Linked DNA regions of Mus musculus: region 1 is linked to region 2. Evidence: chromatin contacts called from public Hi-C data. All regions are on one chromosome and are shown on one strand. The core of a region is the stretch at or near the end of the contact, and the rest is flanking DNA. Distances in the headings are between cores, read along the strand shown. Region 1 holds the start of Megf11 (multiple EGF-like-domains 11). Region 2 holds the start of Skor1 (SKI family transcriptional corepressor 1).

What was found. A called contact is a pair of places that touch in the nucleus more often than the background predicts.
Region 1: a Hi-C map of embryonic stem cells shows a contact between it and region 2, with 10 times the contacts expected there. The contact joins the promoter of Megf11 here to the promoter of Skor1 in region 2. A contact is called at or near these places in 3 of 39 promoter capture datasets (embryonic stem cells and liver), 5 of 484 Hi-C or Micro-C datasets (all in embryonic stem cells) and 2 of 115 datasets of contacts at active chromatin or transcription factors (embryonic stem cells and pancreatic cancer cells).

The regions. Positions count from the first base shown.
Region 1 is chr9:64,382,616-64,389,688 of GRCm38.p6, reverse strand. It overlaps Megf11 (multiple EGF-like-domains 11), which reads right to left and starts at 4,063. Exons shown (of 25, transcript NM_001134399.1): 1 at 3,861-4,063.
Region 2 is chr9:63,145,432-63,151,875 of GRCm38.p6, reverse strand. It overlaps Skor1 (SKI family transcriptional corepressor 1), which reads left to right and starts at 4,896. Exons shown (of 9, transcript NM_172446.3): 1 at 4,896-5,069; 2 at 5,298-6,444. The coding sequence starts at 4,963.

The sequences.
Region 1 (7,073 bases), core at 2,814-5,313, 1.2 Mb before region 2:
CACCCCCAGCCACTCCAGTAGAGTCTCCAAGAAAATCAGTCCCTTTCCTCTGTTGTCCACACCTAAAGTGTGGTTCTCACAGTGAGAGCATCAGCATGGTGGAAAGCTGGAAAGAAAGGGCAATTAGCAAGGCCACCCCAGGCCCACTGAATCACGCCACTGAGGGTGAGTCCATGGAGCTGGGCTGCTCTAAGCCCTCCCCCCCCCCACCCCCTGCAGAAACATGACGCCTTCAGCCTTCCAGACAGACAGAAGGGCTCCAGTTGTTATGCGTATTTATTTTATGTGTTTGTATGTGTGCATTTGCACATGTGGGTGCATGAATGCAGGCAGAGGGCTGGGGCCAACCTCAGGTGTCATCCTCAAGAGGTGTCCACTTTGTTTTTGAGGCTGGGTCTCTCATTAGAACCTGGGACTCATCCATTAGGCTAAACTGTCTGTCTGTCAGTCTGTCTATCTGGTGAGTTCCAGCACTGGGATTACAAAGGGCATATCACCATACTCAGCCTTTCATGAGGGTTCTGGGTGGGACTCAAACTCAGGTGCTCTTGCTTGCACAGTAAGCACTTTACTGAGTCATCCCCCAGTTCAGGAGATCAGCACTTTAACTTGAATGGGACTCGTCAGGGACACCTGAATTCTGGGTCCCCTAGACTGCACAGTTGTCCCAGTCTACAGACCCGAGGTTCCACTTATCAGTCTGTACAGTGGGGCTCTAGAGCTTACCAGGCAGCTGTTGGTGCTGGAGTTTCAGAGGTACATAGTCACCTGGCAGCAGTCTCTATGGAGACCTAGCAAGATCACAGTTGCCGACATGCTTCTGCTCCCTCCTGCCATGCTCTGACCAGCAGAAACTCTTCAGGCTGCTCTCCAGTGCCACATACAAATAACGTCAGCAATACAGCTGTCCTGGATCACCCCTGAAAACCAGCTGACACTCCAAACTTCAGGGCCAACTGTTTCAGATCTTGTCACTCCTTGAGGTGAGGCTGGGGTCATTTGTTACATTGCCAACCGTTCTTCAGAGGTCTTTATGTGTTTATGTGCCTTGTCCTTGAAACTAGACTGTAAGCATAGGAGGGTAGGACCTGGGGTGTCGGCATAGTAAGCTGGGGACCATGCTTGGCTGAGTCCCTGGGCCCAAGGAGTTGCTGCAGAGCTAAGGGTTGACCAGATGTCCCTAGGAGGGGAAAGGCCCAGTTCATACAAAGCCTAGAATACCCAAGCACCTAGAATCTACTACACTTGTCTGTTTATGTATGTGTTTAGGGAGAGAGGGTGCATGCCACAGCAAGCATGTGAAGGCAGGAGGACAAATTTTGTGGGAATCAGCTCTCTCCTCCCACCACGTGAGTCTCCAGGATTGAACTCATGTTGTCAGGCTTGGCCGCAAGCACCCTTACTGGGCTGGACCATCTCATTTGCCAGCACCTGCTTTCTATAAGTGAGGCTTGGCAGAAGCAAAGGAATGCGTGAAGCCTCCGTGAAACCTAGGAAGCTTGCGGGGGGGGGGGGGGAAACAAGCAGGAGAGAGGGGGGTAACAGCTTCCGCAGCTTCCACAGCCATCTCCCTGGCCCTAGGGTCACTGACTTCTGCCTTCAGAGACAACTGCTAACCTTCCCCTTCCACAGAGGTTGTGGACCTGTAGGCCAAGTGCTGAACTTGAGTTCTCCTTGACCCACACCGTTTCACTGCCTGAGGTTAGCAGTGAAACCTTGGCTTGGGAAATCTTTCTCTTCCCGTAGTAGTGCGTGAGGCTCACTCTAGATCCTGTGGGAATGGTTTCAGCTGAGAGTGCCTGCCGGACTCTGCTACACAGCAACCCCTGTTGTGCCCTCCACGTGTGCCCCACAGGCCACCGGAGAGGCAGGTCCGTGGCATCTTAAAGCAGACAGGCAAAGCACAAACTTGGCATACAGTAGACATGGCTCCTCTTGGGAGATGCTGGTTACCCACGGTGTCCTGCCTCTAACCTTCCAACCTCCTGGCCCTCCAGCCTTTTCATCATTCAATGGCCTAACACTAAGAAAGTGGAAATCAACGGGGGAAATCAGGAAAGGTGCCCAGCCCTTAGGCAGGAAGACTTCCCTTAGTCAGCTCTAAGGGAGTCCCTTCACTTCTTTGGGCTTCAGTAGGCTGATCTGCAGAATGGGAGGAAAGGGAAGGACTGCAGTTACAGGCTTCAATTTTCTAGGGGCTTAAACAATGTGTGAGCAACAGCAAGAGCCCGGTGCTTGGTGCACACCGCAGGAAAAGCCGCCAAAGAAACAGGTTAAGCTTCACATCCTAGGCTGGGCGTTAATGTCAATGCTCTGGGACACTGAACCCAACCTTCAGGGAGGGGGCGATGGCCCGTAGATGATCCTCTCTGCAAAGAACTCCAGCTTTTTTGCTACTTCTAAACCTCCGCTAAGCCTCACAAAAGATCTTTTCGGCTTGCAGTCCAACAAAGACCGAACGCTGGAAAGAGATGAGGGTCGGCGAATCCAGCCACTGGACTCCCGGAGCCAAAACACTATCGGGGCAGGCTCGGGACGGTCCCGGCAGCCTGCCGCGCGCCACCACCTGGTCAGGACATTAACCCCAGTTTCCCCCAGGACAGTGATGGGCGCAGATGCGCTGGGCACAAGTATCCTTGCCACAGAGAGCTGGGAAGGCGGGGAGCCCTAACCTCCTGGTAAGCATCCTCCAACCTGCGGGAGGCCCTGCTGTATAGGCTCCCGGAGGGACCAGGCGTGGGAGAATCTGATCCCAGTCACTTGGACCGGTTTTTCTCGAGAGCATCACCAGCCCGGAAAGAGGCCGGCTGGCCTCGCAGCAGGCACTCACGGGGACGGATTCTGAGACGCGACGACAGTGGGATGGAGCGTGGGAGGCAGTTCCAGGAAAAAGCATCTGGGGTTCGAGGGCTCTGGGGCCCGCCAGGCGGAGACCCAGAGCTCCCAGACTACAGACCGATCGTGACTCCGTCCCACTCGCAACCTTGGTCCCGGGAAGGAACGGTTTTACCTATTTTTCAAGTCTTTTTTTTTTCCTCCTAAAAATTAAAAGACTAAATCAAGTCTTAGGGGAAGGTGCCTGCGCAGGGCTGCCACCAGGACCACTGTGTGCCCAGCTACAACACTACCGCCCGCGTTTGGGAGAGAAGTTAGGAAGTTCGGGACAGCCGCCCACGAGCGCAGGAAGAGGGACTCGCTTCTCTTTTAACTTTGGGTGTTGGGGTCTCCGCCGAGGGTCGGAGGTATGTAGCCAGGGGCGACCCGCAGGACTGCAGGGCGTCCGGGATTCCCTCAGTGAAAGTGGGTAGACAGGATCAGGAGGAAAAAAAGAGAGTGAGTCCACGTTGCGCGTGGCACCGGCTGGGCTTGGGCTCCGCGGGGACCTGCGCGCGGCCCCGCAGCTCTGCGTCGGGACCCGGGTCGGAAGGACGCGGTGCGGGGCGAAGGTCCCGCACATCTAGAATGGCTCTCGGCCGGGAGACCCCAGATTCGCGCAGAGCTGGCAGGTTCCTTCTTCCGGACACCCGCACCGCGACTCTCGGGTCTTCCCCCGCACGTGGAGACGCGGCGGCCGCTGCGTCCTGACTGCGGCCAGAGGACGCGCGCCTGGCCCAGCCGAGGCTCTCTACGTCTCGCATAGACCCCCGGGCGCTCCCGCAAGCCCAGCCATCCACCTTCTGCCCCTCGCCAAACTCGCCTTCTAGAGCCGGGACCTGGCCACGGAGGACCCACGGAGCTGGTGGAAAGTTAGTCGCGACGCTGCAAAGCCCCCTCCCCTGAACTGGAACCCACACCCCGACCCAATGCACCCACAGTGCTCCGAGGCTCCGGGTCCCCGCGGACCCCACCCAACCATCTACCTGCTTCCGTGGCGCGCCCCGGGCTTGGGCCAGCCAGTCGCGCGGTCCTATACCCCGGAGCCGGAGCGGCTTCAGGTCCCCAGGCAGGAGAGGGAGCTGCGAACCGCCCCGAGCCGGGCAGCCGGCTCCGGGCACTGAGAACGAGTGAGCAAGCAGGAGGCTGGAGCCGCTGCGACTGCTGCCACGGCAGCCCCCACCCCCCTGCGTCCCTCGGCCCCTCCCTCTTCCCTCCTCCCTCCGCTCTCCCTCTCCCTCCCACCTCTTTTCAGACCCTGCGATCGCGCGCATTCCCTCGCTCTTTTTCCTAGCTTTCTCTCTGCCGGTTGCCTTCTTTAATTCCCTCTGTTCTCTTCTCACTTCCCTACTCTGCATCCACCCGTTATCGTTCTTTTACCGTTTTTCCCCCGCTCTCTCTTTTCTGTATCTCTTCCTTTTAACCCCTCGCGACTCCCTTCTCCCTCCCCCCCCCCTTTTTTTTTTCCTTCTGACCGACCGATTAGCGTGGCCTCTGCACCTGTTCTTTGTAGAAGCTCTGGCTGGCGAAGCTAGCCCAGGATGGAAGGGGACCAGGAATATGCCCCAAACTGAGCTTTTAACAAGCTGAGTACAGATAGATACCCAGGGAAAGCTAGAAAAGCAAAGAACTCAGTGTGCAGAACAAGCTGAGCTGCACCAGGTAAAGTGCAGACAGCCAGGCCCCAGAGTAAGAACTTGCCATGCTGTGGTCAACTCCAAAGGCTGGACTGCTGTGGTCAACTCCAAAGGCTGGACTTAAACCAGCGGGGCTTCTTGTAGACTTCAAGGTCTTCGAACAGGGGATGAGATGGGGGGTGGGGGGGGGCAGAGGAGGGTGCATGTTAATGATAGGGTGTCAGAGGCCTGGCACTGCACCCAGAGCCACCTGGAAGTCTTCAGTCAGGTGACACTTTAGACTACACCTCGTGTGCTTGTAAGTGGGTCCTAGCCAGGTGGTGGGAACACCTGCTGGTCACCCCTACTCCTTTCCAAGATATGAGGGGCTCACTCCTGCTTCCCTGTTTGCCAGAGGTGGGGGTGGTGGGGTGTTTCCTTCCCTTGAAGTGAGGTGGGGTCCCACACTTGGGAAAGGTGTCCTGCACCCGGAGGGAGAATTTTGCCACTAGAACAGGCAGATTGTCTGTGGCTTTGGGACAAGCCACTCGACCCAGGCTCCCGTGCAGCCTGAGGATCCAGCTCTTTCCCCAGGAGTGTACTCCCTGTCATCTGTCCATTTCAGCCCAGTGGGGTTTGGAGAAATAAGAAGAAGCCCTCTTCCCATTGGCCCACAACAGGCAGCCCTGCTCTGCAAGCACCAGACCAGGTTCATCCAGTAAGTGCTAGGCTTCTGCAGGAATGGTGTGAGCAGATGAGATCTTTCTGCATTGGGGTTTCAGGTCCCAAAACTCCAAACCAACCTCCCCAGCAGTTCCTTACCTTGGAATGTCAAACTAAACGGACAACAGATGGCAGAGCCTCTTGTTCACAACATAAAAGTAGAGCTTGAAACCGGGTGAAGCACTTAGCAAACACCCGGGTCACTCACCCGCCAGAGTGAGTCCCTCCTTAAATTCTGCACCCCAGGAGCTTCCTGCCTTCTCTAGTGCTCTAGCCCCTCCTTTGCAGGACCAACCATCTAGTGATATATGAAGTTCCCCATCTGGCAGTGAGGAGACCAAATCTGACATTGGAAAAAGTTCCCAACTTCATAGCCCTAGGGGGTGTGAGTCTCACACTGGGAAGCCAGCTCCACTCACTGTGACATTAGAAAGATCACTGAGTCCCTCTAGCTTCAGTTTCCCTGTTTGTAAAATGGGAATGCTAACATTACCACAAGCCTTCTGAGGATTAAACCAAAGCCCATTTCCTGGAACAGTGACTGGTGGCACTTGGCCACTGTCTGCGGTTAATATTAGCTTAATTAAAATTAGTCTAGGCTTACACAGCTTCCTCTGCACAGTGGCTCTTGGATTCTGAGCTCCACCTTTATTTACCGTGCCTCTCACTCTGACTTTCTGTGTGGTAGAAATGTCTAAGTGGGCTGGTGGATTCGTGGAGCTGGGTGGGTCTTTCTGGATACCCATTGTGCTCTAGAGCAGCACAAAGCAGGCTGTCCTGCCCGGCTCGTTCCTTGGCTGCACTCACATACTGCCAGGCAGGGATCATGTGTCTAAGGACTGCTGAGGGACAGGGGGGTGGGTGCCTGGTTTTCTGCCATACTCTAAAAAGCTGCACGGATCTATAAAGCTGGGCTTTCCCTGCCCAGATGGCAGGCCTCCAAGAACACATGTCACAACAGAGCCAGAAGCACTTTTAGCAAACATCTCTAGGAGTCAGCTTGGGGTCGGCCGGAACCTACAATCCATCATTCACTTGCCAGGAGAGCCTGCTTGCAGGAGGCACAATAGTGCTTGGCCTGGCCCAACTTCTCCAAGTTTATTTGGGAAGCTGTAACATCTAAGACTATGCTACTCACCAAAGGGTAGAATCTCAAACAAAGTCCAGTCGCCACCCAAAAGCTTACACTCAGCTGAATGTGCTGGTGATGAGCCGTGCCAGGCTGCCCTTGAACTTAACTAAGGATGACCTTGAACTTCTGATCTTTCGCCTCCACCTCCCAAGTGCTAGGATTCCAGGTGTATGGCACTATGCCAGGTTTTACACAGTGCTGGGAATCAAACCCAGGACTTCATGCATGTGAGGCATGCACTCTACCAACTGAGCGATACATAGAAGTATGTTCTATCATTATATATATATATATATATATATATATATATATATATATATATATATGTATGTATGTATATATATGTACATATATATATATACATAGACACACATATGCATATATATGTGCACACACACATATTATACCTTAGGAAGGAGGGAAAAGGTACCATGAGCTGATTGAGGGACCCAGAATCTGACACCCCAACTCAAGTCTTTGTGCTGTTATCTGTCCTCTGTGGGCACAAGGATGTGCCTTTCTGCCTGAACAGGGTGAGAGGGCAGAAGCCAGAACTGTTCTGTCCAAGTTGGAATGACTCCTCCTTCCTGGAAATAAATCCCAGAGACAGGGGTGCCCAGGGCTAAGAAAAGGGGTACTGTCCCCCTTCCTAGCTGAGATGGCCCCTCATGCCTTCCCTCCCCTAGGTCTCCTTGCTAGGATCACCTTTCCTACAAAGACCCTCCCAA
Region 2 (6,444 bases), core at 3,647-6,146:
ACTAAGGACTGGAAAGAGAGAGGCCAAGGGCACCAGCTTCCACCCCTACTCTCTGGGCAGGGCAGCAGGACCCTGAGCCACCACTGAGAAAAAGGGGCGTCATATACCACATCTGAACATGGGTTCCAGTCCCAGCTCTGTCCAGCCATCCATATCCTGAACTTGAGGTGACGACCTGGTCTCATTAGGCATCTTTCCTCCACACTCAGGTTGAAGCTGCACCTTCCTTCCTGTCCCCTCACCCAGCCAGACCCCCTTTGCCGAGCGTCAGACAGGGTCTATCTAGCTCTGCCTGCGCATCTTACTGACTGAGAATCCTGGATCTGTGAGCTTTCAGTGCCTGACTCTTTCCTTCCTGGGAAATGGGAATACGTGCTCGAATAGCGACTGCTGTAAGAACAGGCTGGTAGATCCTAAAAAGTGGCTGGCTGTAGTGTTCCTGTGGAACTCAGCCCGAGCTCGGAGACCCAGACAAGTGCCCCCAGAAACCAGCCCTCAGCAGCGGCGATCCCCTAGCCTCTAAATGGGCCTTCCGTAGAGTTTAGCCGGAACTGCCAGGCTGAAGACTGGGGCCGGGCTGGGAGCTGTCCCTAGCTTGGTGCTGAACAGGGAGCAGAGGCGACATTGGCTGTCCGCTGGTGCAGGAGCCCTGGGTAGGACCTTTTGTATGAGAGGTCCCCAGAGACTCTGCCTCCAGGCTGCTGGACTGGCTAGAGGATGGTCCCCGAGGCGTTATTAGCCCTGGAAGTACAATAGAGGCAAAACAGAGAGGTCCCTTCCGGGAGGGGGGACTCTTCCTCCTCTCCCGACTCCCACCCTGGGGGCGCAGGGCTACTCCTGTCACCACCATACCGAATTCTGAGGTTGCTTTTAAAAAAAATCATTAGGATTCTAGGAATAATTACCGAGTGAGATTGTAATTATGGGGTGGGGGAGCCTGGGCCAAGGGAGGGGAGATGGGGGGGTGGCGTGCTGGGGATAGCCTCTTGTACTGGGACAGAAAACGGGCTGTTTTCCTCAAAAAGAAGGCGAGAGGATGAGCGCACAGAGTTGGAGTGGGGCAGGGGTAGCACCTAGGAGAGATGCCAGGAAAGAGGGCCTGAGGAGGCTCCAGGATGAAGAGAGTAAGAGGCGAGGTGGGAGAGAGCAAGAGACAGAGACAGAGAGACGGGGGGGTGGGGGGGGGAGGCAAGACACCCCCATCTAGAAGAAATGGAGCCTTCAAACTTGCTTAGGAGAGGTTTCCAGGGCTTCGGGGAACAGGTTGGGAACCTGCCCTAGGCCTGGCACCTCCTTTCTCTGAGGGATAGGCCCAAGCCACCTAATTGTACTCCAGGGCCCTTCCATGAGGTCTCCTCGAGCCAGAGAGAAAAGAACAGGAAAGGAGCTCGAGAGAAGCAGAGGAGAAGACGAAGTTAACCCATGGGAGCTGAAACCCAGGAGGGAAGAGGGCCCAGAGCCTGGAGCCCGAAGGAAAACAGGAGGGCGGGGGCGGGGGCGACCCCGAGCCGCTACCCGCGGAAGATTTATGGAACCACTCAGGTTCCAAGGGCAGGCTGCACTCGCCTCTGCTGCTGTCGCCAGTAGCCGCTGTGGCCGCTGCGCCCCCTGCCCGGGCGGCCCACCGCGCCCCGGGCCATCCCTGCCATTATTAACTTCTGTTTGATTAGGGTAATTGCTCAAACTTGGGTTGGACAGTATGATTAATTACAGTTTAATTAACGTGTCCATTAAGGACACTTAATGCCACGGGGGGCAGGAAGAGGAGGTGGAAATGGCCAAGGGGGCGCCCAAAAACAGGAGAGGGGTGTGCTACTAGTAACTCATGGATTAAGACGAAAAGAGACCTGACAGAAGGATGAGAGAGAGAGAGAGAGAGAGAGAGAGAGAGAGAGAGAGAGAGGGAAATATGCTTTAGAGTATTTAGAGTATAAAGAAAGTACCAAGGGGTGGTGACGTCCAAAATATTTGGACCCCTCACCGCTAGAGAACAGCGACGTCGACCAAGTAGTTGACCCCTCGCACTCTCTAATTATGACTTGGCGTTTGCCTTAAACCTGTTAGAGATAAGAGATACTGGGGTTGGGGCACAAACCCAAGTCCCCAGCCGTCCCTTGCCCAGTGAAGAAAGCAGAAGGGTGACTTTCACAATAATGCATTCTAGCCTGCTCCCAGAGTCAGGAGCCTTGGGGCGCTGCGCCTGCCCCTTCCCGGTTGCGCTCCCCAGCGCTCAGTACTCCATCCCAGTCTGGACGGCCCGTCTGGGTCTCCAGGGCAAACTCTTAGTTCCACTGTCCTTGCAGCGGGAGCGCGATGTGACCCTCCCTACTCCCCTTTCTTTTGAGTAACCCTCAACTCCACCACCCAGCCCGGCTTCGGGCCCTCGGTGGCAATGGCTAGCTTTGGACCCTAGCGCTTGGTTATGGGGGGCGGGGGGGACTTTCTGATCCCCTCCATCCCTTCCGCCCACTCGGCCTCTCTGGCTCGCGCAGGGCCGCAGGTGCGAGCCGCGGGCCGCAGGTGGGCGGCCGCTTACCTGGGGCGCACAGGCCCTGGGGCTGCGGAGAGGCGGCGGGCGCGGCGCGTGGCCCGCGGGCGGGCGCACCCGGGGAGGGCGCGAGGGACAGCGAGGGGTGGTGGGTGTGGCGCCCCGGCTCGCAGCTGTCAGGCGCTCCCGCCCAGCGCCGGCCTCGCCACTCCCGCCTGTGACCGAGGCCGTGCCCGCCGCTGCGCCATGAGCTCTAGGCTTCGGCTTCTTCTTCGGGCCAGTCCCCGGCCTCGGGGGCGGCGGTTCCGGGCACCGGGCTCCGTTCCGGGGACCCTGGCGCCCCGTGCCTGTTGAGAGCGGGAGGGGCCGCGGGTGGCAGCGCGGGGAGCGGGGTTGCGCGGCTGTGCGCGCGCGCGGGGAGGGGCCGCGCCGTCACCCGGAGAGCCCGGCGGATCCCCGACTCCCGCCCGCCGCTCCGCCCGCCGCGCACCTCCGCTCGCCGCTTGCCCGGCTCCAGCCGCCCGCACGGTGAGTACCTGCGATCGCGAGCCCACAGCCCCCGCGCCGGCCGCCGCAGCGCTTCTTTCGTTGACTTCTCCTTTAGACTCTGTGGCGGTTGTTTCCTATCCTAACAAACGACTCCACAGCCTCGCTGCCACCGCTGCCCACCTCCCGCCTGCTTAACCTCGCTAGGCTCGCCCCTCGAGCCACAGGAGCGGGCCAGGGGGTCCCCATGCCGCCCTGAGCACTGCTCCTTGTCCCTGAGTGCGGCCCTTCGTTGGTGCTTTCTTCTTTGGCCCTCGAAATGCTGTTTCCTTCCTAGGGTCCCTCACTTCTCCGGGCTCCAAGGCCAAAAGCCCTTTGGGAAAACCCCTTGGGGACTCAGGAGCCCCAGCTTCAGGTGGACGCTCCAGGCTCAGGGTGTCCTCTTCACTCTATGCGGGCCCGGTACATTTGCCCAGAAATCCCAGAAGCCATCGTCATTTCCCACAGCTGCGGGCCCCCTTAGCCACCTCCTCAGCCTGTGTGAGAGCCGTCCCTGGGACACCTAGCTCGCCTTGTTGACCCCTCAGCCAGGGAGTTAGCACAGTAGTTTGCTTGCCTCCTAAAATGTTACTGGGGATTTCAGTGACAAGGGAGGATCAACTTGCCTCAGTTTGACTGGAAGAGATGAAACAGATAATAAATAGGTTGATACTTGAACAAGATACAAGATAGATGGGAGAAAGAGCGGTGAGCTGGCAGCGACAGACAGCTCAGGGACAGATAAGATCGACAAATAAGTATCTAAGCAAACAGAGGGAGGGAAAGATACCTGCAGACCAAAGATGCCAGGTTCTTAGCTTTGGAATTCGGATCCCTGTTAGAGTGAAGCTACCCCTCTGAAATGGATTTGCTTTTCCAGCCAAGTTCGGAGGAGGGAGTCCTAGGGACTAGATTGGCGGCAAGAGCGCCTGCCGCCCAGCATTGGGTCCATGGAGCCCTGAGTGTCTGAAGACACGTGAGGTGACTGGGCGACCTAGAAGGCCCTAAACATCAATTCCTGGGTCCTCCACCAGGCTAGACTGTGGATACAGCTTCCTCTCTGCCTTCTCCAGAGATCAAAGCGAGGGACCAGCAGCAACTTTTTAGTGCTTGGAGTTTTACAGTGGCTTCCAAGAGTGGCCAAGATTCCTTCTAGCCCATCTGAGCTGATGTCGGGGCATGAAGGATACTCAAAGAGGAGTCACCCCCACAAAAGGAGCAGCCCAGAGCCTGGGGAGCCTGTGTTGGGTCTGAGTAAGAAAAGCTGTGTGGAAGAGGACAGAAAGCTCAGGGGCATGTTTCCAAAGCTAAAAAGTGACTCCAGAGAAACGCCTGTGAGAACCTCTCTGTCCCAAGCGCTGACAAGAGGGGAGCCGGCTTTAGTCTGGAATGCAGCTAAAAAATGCAGAAAATGTGGTTAGAGACTGCGTGATCCCGGCCTAACTGATGGCTGGCAAGAAAGCGTTTTGTAAACCCAGCTGGACTCTTTCTGCTCAAGGAACACCGGGCTCAAGGAGTCAGAAGAGAAGTACAGGTTTGTGCAAACCGGTACTGTTGTCCCTGGAAGCCGGTCACCACGAAGATAGGTGCATTGGGGGCCACCCGAGGTCGTGGTGCACGCGACAAGCTTTGGAAAGGGTAGGGTTCAGCACCGCGAACAGCAGTGGCCTCCTCCTCTTCCTTCTATCCTCCTCCTTCAACCTCCATCCCTCCCCCTTCTCCCTGCCCCCACCCCTACATCCTGCAGTTTGTGATGGGCAGTGAGTGCCCCTCCTTCGCCTCCCCACCTCTCCCTTCACTGCCCCCGCCCGCACGCGTGCATGCGCGACTGAGCAGAGGGGCCGCTGGTCCCTGAAGTCCGGGCTTCAGGACCCTGGCGGGCAGGGCGAGCTGTGAGGTAGCTGAAGGCACGCAAACCTGAGTGCCGGCTGGAAAGCCTGGATTTGGCTATGGCATTGCTGTGTGGCCTTGGGCAAGTCACTCTCCGTCTCTGGGTCCCACTTCCTTTCCAATCTGAAAACAGGATTGGTTTCCTGGCAGCCGGGGCTTTCCTGAGGTTTCGATTTTCCCTTTTCCTCCCTTAGCCCCCCGGGTGCTTTTGTTTCAGCTCAGAAGCTGGTCTGAATAACAAAAGGGGCCAGTCCGTGGGACGAATGAGCTTGAGCTCCCCACTGCCAAGTAACCCCCTCGCACCCCACACGTTGCGCCCCGCTGGGCGGGCCTGAACCTAGGTAGCGGCGCTAAAAAAATGGCTCATCTGCTCTCTGCTCTCTCTGTTTCGCAGGAGCGGCGGCATGGAGGCTCTCACCACTCAGCTGGGGCCGGGACGCGAGGGCAGCTCCTCTCCCAACTCCAAGCAAGAGCTGCAGCCCTACTCGGGATCCAGCGCCCTTAAACCCAACCAGGTGGGCGAGACGTCGCTGTACGGGGTACCCATCGTGTCGCTGGTCATTGATGGGCAGGAGCGCCTGTGCCTAGCCCAGATCTCCAACACCCTGCTCAAAAACTACAGCTACAATGAGATCCACAACCGCCGCGTGGCCCTGGGCATCACATGCGTGCAATGCACGCCGGTGCAGCTGGAGATACTGCGTCGGGCCGGGGCCATGCCCATCTCCTCTCGCCGCTGTGGTATGATCACAAAACGAGAGGCCGAACGCCTGTGCAAGTCGTTCCTGGGCGAGCACAAGCCCCCCAAACTGCCTGAGAACTTCGCCTTTGACGTGGTGCACGAGTGCGCATGGGGCTCTCGGGGCAGCTTCATCCCTGCCCGTTACAACAGCTCTCGTGCTAAGTGCATCAAGTGCGGCTACTGCAGTATGTATTTCTCTCCCAACAAGTTCATCTTCCATTCGCACCGCACACCCGACGCCAAGTACACTCAGCCCGACGCCGCCAACTTTAACTCGTGGCGTCGGCACCTCAAACTCAGTGACAAGTCGGCCACCGACGAACTGAGCCACGCTTGGGAGGACGTCAAGGCTATGTTTAATGGCGGTACGCGCAAGCGGACCTTCTCCCTGCAAGGGGGCGGCGGAGGCGGCGCTAATAGCGGGTCTGGTGGTGCAGGGAAGGGCGGCGCTGGTGGCGGTGGCGGTCCAGGGTGCGGCTCAGAGATGGCCCCAGGCCCACCGCCCCACAAAAGTCTGCGCTGCGGTGAAGACGAGGCGGCTGGGCCTCCCGGGCCACCTCCACCGCATCCGCAGCGCGCACTTGGCCTGGCGGCGGCAGCTAGTGGCCCTGCAGGACCTGGAGGACCTGGGGGCAGCGCAGGGGTTCGCAGCTACCCGGTGATTCCAGTGCCCAGCAAAGGTTTTGGCCTCTTGCAAAAGCTGCCCCCGCCTCTTTTCCCGCATCCTTACGGTTTCCCCACAGCATTCGGCCTATGTCCCAAAAAGGACGACCCAGTGTTGGTCGCCGGAGAACCCAAG